2 separate regions of the Mus musculus genome follow, and region 2 is linked to region 1. Evidence: chromatin contacts called from public promoter capture Hi-C data. All regions are on one chromosome and are shown on one strand. Each heading gives the region's core, a stretch centred on a gene start, on an enhancer-like site or on the middle of the called end of the contact. The rest is flanking DNA. Distances are from core to core; before and after follow the strand shown. Region 1 holds the start of Rasa2 (RAS p21 protein activator 2). Region 2 holds the start of E030011O05Rik (RIKEN cDNA E030011O05 gene).

Region 1 (4,670 bases), core at 1,157-3,656:
CACTACCCAGGAGTGCTTCCTCTCAGGTGGATCAGATGAGAGGCTCCCAAAGAGCAGTTCTGAGCTTAACAGCTCATCTCCAGGCTAACAGGGAGCTACCAGGTTCTCCCCAAGGTTTCTCAGTGTGGTAGAAAGGACTGGTGACTTCAACACTCGCAAACTGCTTAGATTCTTCATTGTCAAACTGCCATCATCCCATTTCTGTGACTTCAGCACCTGCTAATGTTTCCGCCACTTCTCATCACCTTACAAAGCCCACGTGTCAGTTTCAGGAAACACAGAAGGGCATTTCCTTACAAGGATCCGGAGGGCAACCAACCTTGATCATACCAGCTAAAAGAAGGGCAAGAAATGGGAGGGGTGTTCTTGATTTCAGTATGTATCCTTGTGAAACAGTCACAACATGACCTGAGCTATAAGATGAGCAATAAAAAATAAATAAACTGTCTAGGGTAGAAACAAGTGGTTTAGTTTAACTAGGGTTAAAATAAAAATATTCCCAGGAAATTAATGGTCAATTTCTGGGAGTGAGATTGCCTAAGCCACAGAAACCAAGTTTTGTGTGCTTGTGTGTGTGTGTGTGTGTGTGTGTTTTAATCTGCAGACCCGAATTTCACTTGGAGTGATATTTTTACCACACTGTTCACAGAACCTTTGCTATGCATCAGGTCAAAGCAGAAGGTAACTTACTCCTAAAAACAGCCCAACCCTAAATCTCAACTCCAACAGAGCACACTGTCTTCCCACAACACAATCTGCTTTTATAGATTCGCAAGGCTTCAACAGTGTCTAGCATCAAGTCACAGAAAAATATAAAGTAGTAAAAATTTGAAAAACCTAATTAGTAGGGGAAGAAAATTCTAGTGTATTTGGCTTTTCCCAAACATTACATACATGCAAATATTAACTGTAAGAAAGCTAATTTGTGAAAAGTTTACACCCTAAGAAAGTAACTTAAAATACTGGGAACTTAAGACGCACAAAACACCCACTGCTCTGGTGTAATTTCCCAAGTTTTAATACTTAAAAGTGTCTGAATTGGGAGTCCCAGGATGACGTCAGGGAATTGAAAAGTAACATTTAACATGCTTGCTCCTGGGGTTTTAATAAAATTCCAAATCCTTGAAAGGGGAGTAACATCAAAAACTCAAGTGGGAGAATCCAAAAGAAGCATCGAGATTTAAGAATTAAAGTTTATACTCTGCCAAAGAAAGAGCAGTATCAGCCATTCTAACACAATTGAATTTTCAACATATAAAATATCTCTTATAGCCAGGCATTATTTAGGAGACCGATTTCATTCTGGGGATAAAATAATCTGAATTAAAAAAGGTTTTCAACTAAAGTAACAATAAACTCTACTGATTCGCCAGTCATACAGTGAAAAGGGACCATCTCAATAAGCTGGGGGAAGTCGATCTAATATCAAAGGGTCGTTTTAAAGAGGAAGGATAGCAATGACAAACGAACTGGCCCGTCTCTGAGTAAGAGTCTACACTCATCGGTGCGGCTCTCACAAATGCACGGGAGAGAATCAAGTGGGTTGAGCGCGGACTGGATGACTGAGTTTTGAGACCTGCTCACAGGAAGCCACTACATCCTGCCCCAAGTCACCGTCAGTCACGCCGGCTCTCGATTCAAGTCCCCGCCGCGGCAAGGTGGGGCGGGCACAGGTGTCCCGCCCGAGCTCCCCGGGCGCCCCGCTCGCCCGCGCAGCCTCGCCCACCGGAGCCCCCGCCACCGGCTCCCGCAGTCCCCAGCGCCCGCCTCAACCTCGCACTGGCAGAGGAGCCCCAGGGAGCTCACACCCCCTCCTCAGCCCGCCGCCCGGCCCGGCCCGGCCCGGCCCCGCCCCGCCGCAGCCGGCCTCCCTCCCTCCTCCAGCCGCGCCTCCCTTGTAATTACCACGGGGCTCCCACCTCGGGCCGCTCCCGTCGTCCGCGGCCGCCCGCAGGCCTGCGTCGGAGGGAGGCCGGAAACTCCGCGCGCCCCCGGCCGCGCCCCGGGCTCCCGCGTCCAGGCCGCGCTCCAGGCAGCGCCCCTCGCGCCGCGCCGGTCCGGTCCGCGCGTGCAGGTCCTCACCCCGCTCGCTCCGAGGGGGAGCCCCGACCCGCGCCGGGCAGTCGGTCGACGCGGCGCCTCCCCCCAACACACCCCCATCCAGTCTCACCAGTCCCGGGCGGCCGCCGGTGCCGCCACCCCCGCGCGTGCCCGCCGCCCACCCTCCGCGCCGCCCCGGGGGTCCCCTCAGCCCCGGCCCCGCTTACAGATCCTGCCGCGCAGGCTCTGCAGCACTCGGACCTCACGACTGTCCTCGTCTCCCGTCTCCGGGTCTGCGCTGCCCGAGACGGCCGGCGCCTCGGGAGAAGCCGCCGCAGCAGGCGCTGCCGCCGCCATGGTGCCGCCCGGCCCCTACCCCAGCCCTACCGCCTGCGTAGCCGGGCAAGGCGGAGCCGGAGCGAGGCCTAGGCCGGATCGAGCCTCGCTGTAGCCCCGCCTCGGCCTCGGGCTGACTCGCCCCGCCCCTCGCGCCGTGCCCGCCCTGCATCCGCCTCGCCTTGCCTCCCTGGGCAAGTCGCGAGAGGCGCTCTGAAACCCCCACAAGGAGGAAAACCCTGGCCCTGCTGTGATCCCCAGAACCCTGAGAATTGGACGTCCCCCACGAACGGACCTCTAGGTCCCCAGATGCTCAAGGAAAAGAAAAGTCCCCAGTCAGAATGACTCCAGGTTCCAGGAAAAAGTTTGGCATTTTGGCAAACGTCAAGAGATGTATTAGAGACTCTTCCAGCGGTGTCTAGATGCTCCCGCAGTGCGGCACGTGGGGGACAAACCACATACTCAACCTTTGCTCTGGGAACATTGCTCTGCAAAAAGTTGGGTCAAGAAAAGGACCACAGACTCCGTCCAGTCCTGTCTGAGACCCAGAGAAATTTTGAGTTTATCACCAGTTTTGCATTTCAGAATCGGAACGGTGACCTCTTTCCCACTCCCAGAAGCAGGCTTTTTAGAAAGTAGATTGGCCCTGGGAAGTTTGTAAATCTTCAACTAGTTGTTGCCACTATCTTAAGGGAACTATTTACAGTGAGTAAACTGTGTGGATAACACCCTGGTATGTGAGGAGAGGGATGATTTCCTGGTCCTGAGGTTTAACTGCGCTGCCCTAAGAAGGAAGAAACTGATTTAATAGAGCAGGGTTGTTCTTTGCCAGGTGCTAGAGTCAGCCAGTCAAGGAATGTTTTCAGACATATAGGAATGGCCCTAGGGCAAAAAGACGGGGCAGAAGGCGCCAAGACCATGAGCACCTCAACCTGGAAGGGCACACAGAGAGAAGAAGCAAGTTGTGGAAACAGAGTCAAGGAGAGCCTGCCTGGGAAGAGTGAACAGACGACAAGCAAGCCCAGAAGCCACTTGTGCCAAGGCCAGTCAGGCAGACGGAGTGACCTAAGCTTGCTGGATGTCTTAGGCTACCGAGCAATACTTCCAGTCCAGCTGGTGATGCATGAGGGTGCCCCTTGTCCTGTACCATACAGCCTTGGAGAAAGTGAGCTTACCTCTCCTTCCAGGCATTTTGTTGTTTCAAACAGAAACTCCAAATGGTATTTCCCTTTCTTTCCAAATCAGAGCTCACACACCACAGGCCAGAGACTGGCTTTTTCTATTTTAAAACGTTTAATGCTTTATTGGTATGTCTTACTTATACACAGTCATGGTGTGATACCGTTTTCATACACATGTTTAATGTATGCATAGTATTCAATACCCTCTTCATCGCCGTCCACATCCCCTGCACCCCCTTCCTCTCCTCCCAGCTGGCTTTCTTCCCCTCCAATCCCCTGGAAGGTCAGTGGATGGCTGTTGGGAGGTGGTTCTCCTTTCACCGTGGGTTTCCTAGGGATTAACCCGGCCATCTGGTTTGGTATTAAGAACCTTTAATCACTGAGTCATCACACCAGCAAGACTTTTTTTTTTTTTTTTTAGTTCAATGAGTTTATGAGAGTTGTTTCCAGAAGCATAGACGAGAGATTAATTACAGGAGCACAGGAAACTTAACAGTGGCTGTACTACTGAAGAAAATGTCTCTTCCGGCAACCGTCAACTGTCAAAAATCCTTGTAAATCCTCCTGCACCCTACCACAGGATGTTGGCTCCCAGTATTGCACGGATCTTGTATAGTACAGACAACCACAGCTGCTGTCAGGTAGAATGGCTGAAGAGATGGCTGAAGGGTTTAGAGCACTTAGAGAAGAGTTCCCAGCACCCAAGTGGCAACTCACAATGCTCTGTAACTCTAGTTCCAGGGGATCCTACTCCTTCTGACCTTCAGGGACACTAAGCACTCATTATGGTATACATACATGCAAGTAAACACTCATACACATACAAATAGAAATATCTTTGTACAAAAAATGTGACAGCCATGTCATGTCATGCCAAGAAAATTCCACCACACTCCACTCTATCCTCTGACTCTTACACTCTTTCTCCCATCTTTTCCTCAACGTTCCTCCGAGGGGGGGTGATATACAGGTCTTATTTAAGGCTGAGCATCCAGTTTTTTATTCTCAGTGACTAGTTATGAATCTCTGCGTTTAATACTGCCCATGAGGGGGTGGACTTCTCGAAGCAAACATGACATCCTCACGAATTCCTATGCACAAGCACAATTATTG
Region 2 (4,749 bases), core at 305-2,804, 120 kb after region 1:
TTAGAGACTTAAATATACGACTCACCAAAGTATTTGTCACACAGCACTCAGCTCTTTCAGCCACAGGAACAGTAGGACGTCATGGCCTCAATTCAAGACAGCTCGGTCTGTAAAATTATATTTAAAAAGTAAAACACAAGACCTACAAACCATATATTAAAGTGCGATAGTTAATCACACAGGGAGTTTGTTCACAATGAATTTGTGTTTCCATTAAATGACAAACTTCTGCATTGCCTTAAAGTAAGGTCCATTTTTTATAGTGCCCGAAACCACATTAATGTATGAAGAACAGACAGTGTGCTGTTCTTCATACATTAATGAAGAACACACAGAAAATAGACGCTCACTCGGGAGGTGACTTGAGAAGCCAGAAGAACAGAGGGAAATCTATATCTATGCCTGTCTGCTCCGCAGTTCTCATGCATGTGCATAAAATGCTTTTCACAGAAACTGAAATTTCCTGAGTAGAAACTTCTAGAACATATAAATGACAGGTTTTGCCTAGACCTAGGAGGTTTTAGACAAAACTAAAACAGACAACCTACGTTTCACCTTTGCGCTTAACCTCCCCGCGGCAGCGTTAAGAGGAAACAAAGAACCCTAACCAGGACAGCCCTGAGACGATGAAGGTGCATCAGCCTGAGTGGTGAACAAGCTCCCATGGCAGACTGAGGACCCTTCCTAACAGGCTTGCCATTCTTCCCCCAGGCCCCCAAAGTGGGAAAGTACTATTTGGCAGCATATGTTTGCCTAGAATGGGGCTTGCTTTTAAGTCTCATCACCCCATAGAAGATCCATGAAGCAAGCAGTCCAGACCCCCAAACAAACATTTTGGCCTTCTTGAAGCAGGGCTCAGGTTGGGAGAGAAAACGAGGAGCCTGGTCCCTGGTGTTCCCCCTGAGTAGCTTTTGCTTCTGCACTCTTGTTTGGCTCTGTGGGGAAGAGAGAGAGAGCAGGCCCCTCTGAGGCTGTATTTAGAAAGAGTCCCAAAGGCTGTCCCCACACCCTCTCTGGGTCTCGGCCTGCCAGGCCCAGCTCTCAGGAGCAAGATGGCGCCCATAATGCTGGGCCATGACTGAGGGGCTAAGGGTGGGCCTTCACTTACTCGGAGGTGCTGGCTCCTTGGAAGCCCACACTCTGCCAACTCCCTGGGCTCAGGAGTTACCAACCGCATTCGTCCTCTGGATTCCTCAACTCCTGGTTGAGATGTGCTCCACATAATTTTCTCATGACGTCACTCATTCTGACTGCTTAGATTTGGAAAGTTGATCTATAAGAAAAGGCCGCCTTACGGCTTAAAAAGAAGAAGAAAAAAGGTTAAGATGGGTTGTGGGGAGATGGGGAGAGCACAGCAGTGAGCTCCCGGTTTTGAGATTTGCTGCCGCTATGAGAACCACTCCCTGGCCAGGTTCCTGGCTGCAAACCGAGGCCAGTGGCAAGCCGTGGGTGACGTCAGGGCCAGGCCTGAGTCATAGCCAGTGGCCCGGCTGCCCTGCCACTCGGAAAGGGACAAAAGGAACCTTTGATGTCCAGAGGCCCTCCTCTCTTGCAGGCTGGCTGCGCTGAACAGCAGGCCAGAACATTCCAGCTGTCTCCCCGCCCCACCCGCCTCCCTTCCTCCTTCCGGAACAGTCCCAGACAGATTCAACAAGGCCTCCCTGAAGGGCATCGCCCTCCTGTACAGCCAGGGTGAGACCACTCTCTGTAACCGAGAAGCCTGGAAGAACAGGGGTTCCCCCAGGACCCTCTCACTTCCCCTATCACGTATCTTCCTTCTTGTAGCTCTCACCTTAGCAGAGTCTTAATGGTATTTAAAGACGAGGAAAGATGGACTCACTGTCACTGTCCCTGGGCAGCCCCCAGTGCTTGGGGCGTGTTTGCTTCTCCATGTGCTGTGGAAGCAGGCCTCAGCTCTCTGCTCTCTTCAGCCTGGGTCTCAGTGGCTTTTGTCTTGGAAGACCTAGTCATACCCCAGTACCTGGCATGAAGCTTACTAAGTACACTATGAATGAATGAATGAATGAATGAGTGAGTGAGTGAGTGAGTGAGTGAGTGAGTGAGTGAGTGGTTGAATGAAAACTTTAAAATAAATGTGGAGGGCATATACTGAAAACTTACTGTGAATGTTTAAGTCTCCACGGTAAATACTTTATGTCAGTATTTCACTTTTTGTGACAAAGCTGTGCTTCCTACATCTATAGATGAGGAAACGGGTTCTCAGATTCGTCTCTTAAGTCTCACAGCTAATCAGTGGCAGAGCCTGGGTTGTCAGACCTCAAATCCTCTTTTAGCTTCCAAGTTGAGAGGCTGGCGTGAATGAAGGGCTGCCGACTGATGCGCCTCCCAGGGGAGGAAAGACAAGAATAAAGGTCTTGAAACCTGGCCAACCCTACAGGAACACTGCAGACCCATCAGGTATGTTCTATCTAGGTGAGGTAGGCCTCCTGTGCTCTTGATGGGCCAATACCACAGGCTTGACAAGCGACCGGTCTGTCCTGAGAAACTGGAGCCAGACAAAGCAAGGGAAGCCCAGTGGCCGAAGCTCTGGAGTGTGGTGGGAGAGCTACGGCAGGCAGAGCACCTCAGAGGAAGCCATGGCCACCTCGCCGTTGTCTTCCTGAACTCCACGTGCAGCAGTGAGATTAAAGGGCTGGGCCTGGGCAGGTTGGAAAGCTAAGGGGGAAAGGACACAGGAATGTTCTGGAGAACTGGAAGGCCCACATGAGGAGGTGAAGCAAATGTGTTTTCTGAGGACAAGAAGGGGCCTCAGCCTAACAGAAGCAGCACCGTTCTTAGGCTATCTCTGTCCCACTGGGAATAGTGATGAGGCTAGATCACATTGAGAGCCCCTGCTGTGCTCTAAGTGCCAAGGCAGGGGTGTCAGGAAGAAAGTCTGCTCAAGACTTGGGTCCCCATCAGGATGGGCTCCTTGGCACCTTCTCCACGGTGGTGGCTTGTGATTCTGTCTTGTACTTTTCCATGACTCTCCAATGCCTCATTTCAAGAGGAAGACAAAAGTCAGGAATTTCCAGCCCTGTAGGAAAGGCACTGGAGACTTAGGTATCAGTGACTGTGGTTTCATAGTGTTTCCTCTCTCTGGAGGCGGGGCAGGTTCAGGTCATGGGACCTCTCACCATGGCTCATAGAGCCTGCCTCTGGTGAGCACCTTTTCCTGAGAGCTCTGCGGTTCTGGTTCCGTTCCGTGATTCTCGGGAATCACGCTTGTTTAGTGGAGTTGGGATCCGTGGAATTAGCAGATAATCTCAGAGGAGAACCCCGCATGCTCTTCATCAAAGGAGAAGTGATAACAGCCAGTGTCTACAGAAGTGCCACCGGTGCCTCTCTGCTCTGCTTCCCTGGGGACAGGGTGGGGCAGGGGGCGGGGAGGGGGGGTGGTCTAGCCCACTCCACAGACACCAGTCTTTATTTCTTTAATAAGAAGACTAGTGGTTCACTGTTTTCCACTGTACCTAGTGACAGGGCAAACAGAGAAGGAAAAGAAAAGCAAAAGTAAACTAAAGCAAGCTGCAGAACCTTGCTTTGCAGATGCTGAGGTTGATGCTAACAGGGGGAGAGGGGAGGGAAGAGGAGGAGGGAGGGAGGGAGGGAGGGAGGGAGAGAGAGAGAGAGAGAGAGAGAGAGAGAGAGAGAGAGAGAGAGAGAGAGAGAGAGAAAGAGAGAGAGAGAGAGAGAGAGAGAGAGAGAGGATAAAGCCAGGGAATTGAGCAGACCAACCCTTAGAGATACAGAGAAGTTTCCCAGAGACCTCTCCTTGCCTGTACCCTGCTGGGGAAACCTCTTTTCTGACTATAGTCTATAACTGTATATTGCTAATTTTCTGGAAAACCTTTAAGGAATTCTTCAGACCTGTCTATACTTTTTGCCTCTGACTTCTCCCACTTTCTTCAGTCTTAAAAAACACAGTTAAGATATGGGTTATGTAGCAGAAAGTCCACCCACTTAAAAGGTAATTTGATGGATTTTAATATATTTACATGTATTTAGCACATTTGTATGCACATAATCTATTTTTACAACATTTTCATCACACATTTCCCCCAAGAGAAACATGTATATTTTAGCCATGGGCAACCACCAGTGTCCCTTCCAGTTCTAGGGATCTCCCTCCTGTGGTGGTTCACACAGTGGGATTATGTAGTATATGGCCCGTCCAGATTGGCTTCTTTCACATAGCATGGTGCCTTCAGAGTGTGTCCATGCTGTAGAATATTTCCATGCCTATTCCTTTTAAATCTGAGGAATATTCTACTGTATGAGTACAAGACATTTTGTTTATTATCTTTGAATCAGTTGGTGAAAGTTTGAATTCTCCCACCTCTTTCTTTGTACAATACAGAAGATTGAACTTAAGAGTCTCACACAAGCCAGGCAAGTGTTCTACCACTGAGCTATATCCCCAGCATTAAAAAAAAAAAAATCCTTTCTTTTGTGTCCCAGGCTGACTTTGAACTGAGAGCTCTCCTACATCAGCCTGAGTTGCTGAGATTGCAGGTGTGTAATGGACAATATTGCCATGGACTTTGGTGTACAAGGTTATTGTTGCCGGGAGGTGTGTGCGTGTATGCACATGAGAGCAAGCATGTACGTAAGCGTTTGTTTCTCTTGGACGGATACCAAGGAGAAAGATCGCTGTGCTGTGTTAGTTGCTTTTATCGTTGCTATGAATATATGATAGAAAAAAATGTAAGAAAAGATCCATTGTGGCTCATGTTTCAAAGGGTTTGG

Evidence for each region. Capture Hi-C pulls out chosen DNA fragments and counts their contacts.
Region 2: a promoter capture Hi-C map of adipose tissue shows a contact between it and region 1. The contact joins the promoter of E030011O05Rik here to the promoter of Rasa2 in region 1. A contact is called at or near these places in 9 of 39 promoter capture datasets (the 3T3-L1 cell line, 3T3-L1-derived adipocytes, embryonic stem cells and 5 more), 10 of 484 Hi-C or Micro-C datasets (B cells, CD8 T cells, embryonic stem cells and 4 more), 9 of 115 datasets of contacts at active chromatin or transcription factors (CD8 T cells, the SCID.adh cell line, bone marrow-derived macrophages and 6 more) and 3 of 9 other capture datasets (adipose tissue, liver and pancreatic islet).

Annotation. Positions count from the first base shown.
Region 1 is chr9:96,629,097-96,633,766 of GRCm38.p6, forward strand. Rasa2 (RAS p21 protein activator 2) reads right to left here and starts at 2,407. Exons shown (of 24, transcript NM_053268.2): 1 at 2,268-2,407. The coding sequence starts at 2,397.
Region 2 is chr9:96,751,277-96,756,025 of GRCm38.p6, forward strand. E030011O05Rik (RIKEN cDNA E030011O05 gene) reads right to left here and starts at 1,555. Exons shown (of 4, transcript NR_015511.2): 1 at 1,109-1,555; 2 at 26-107.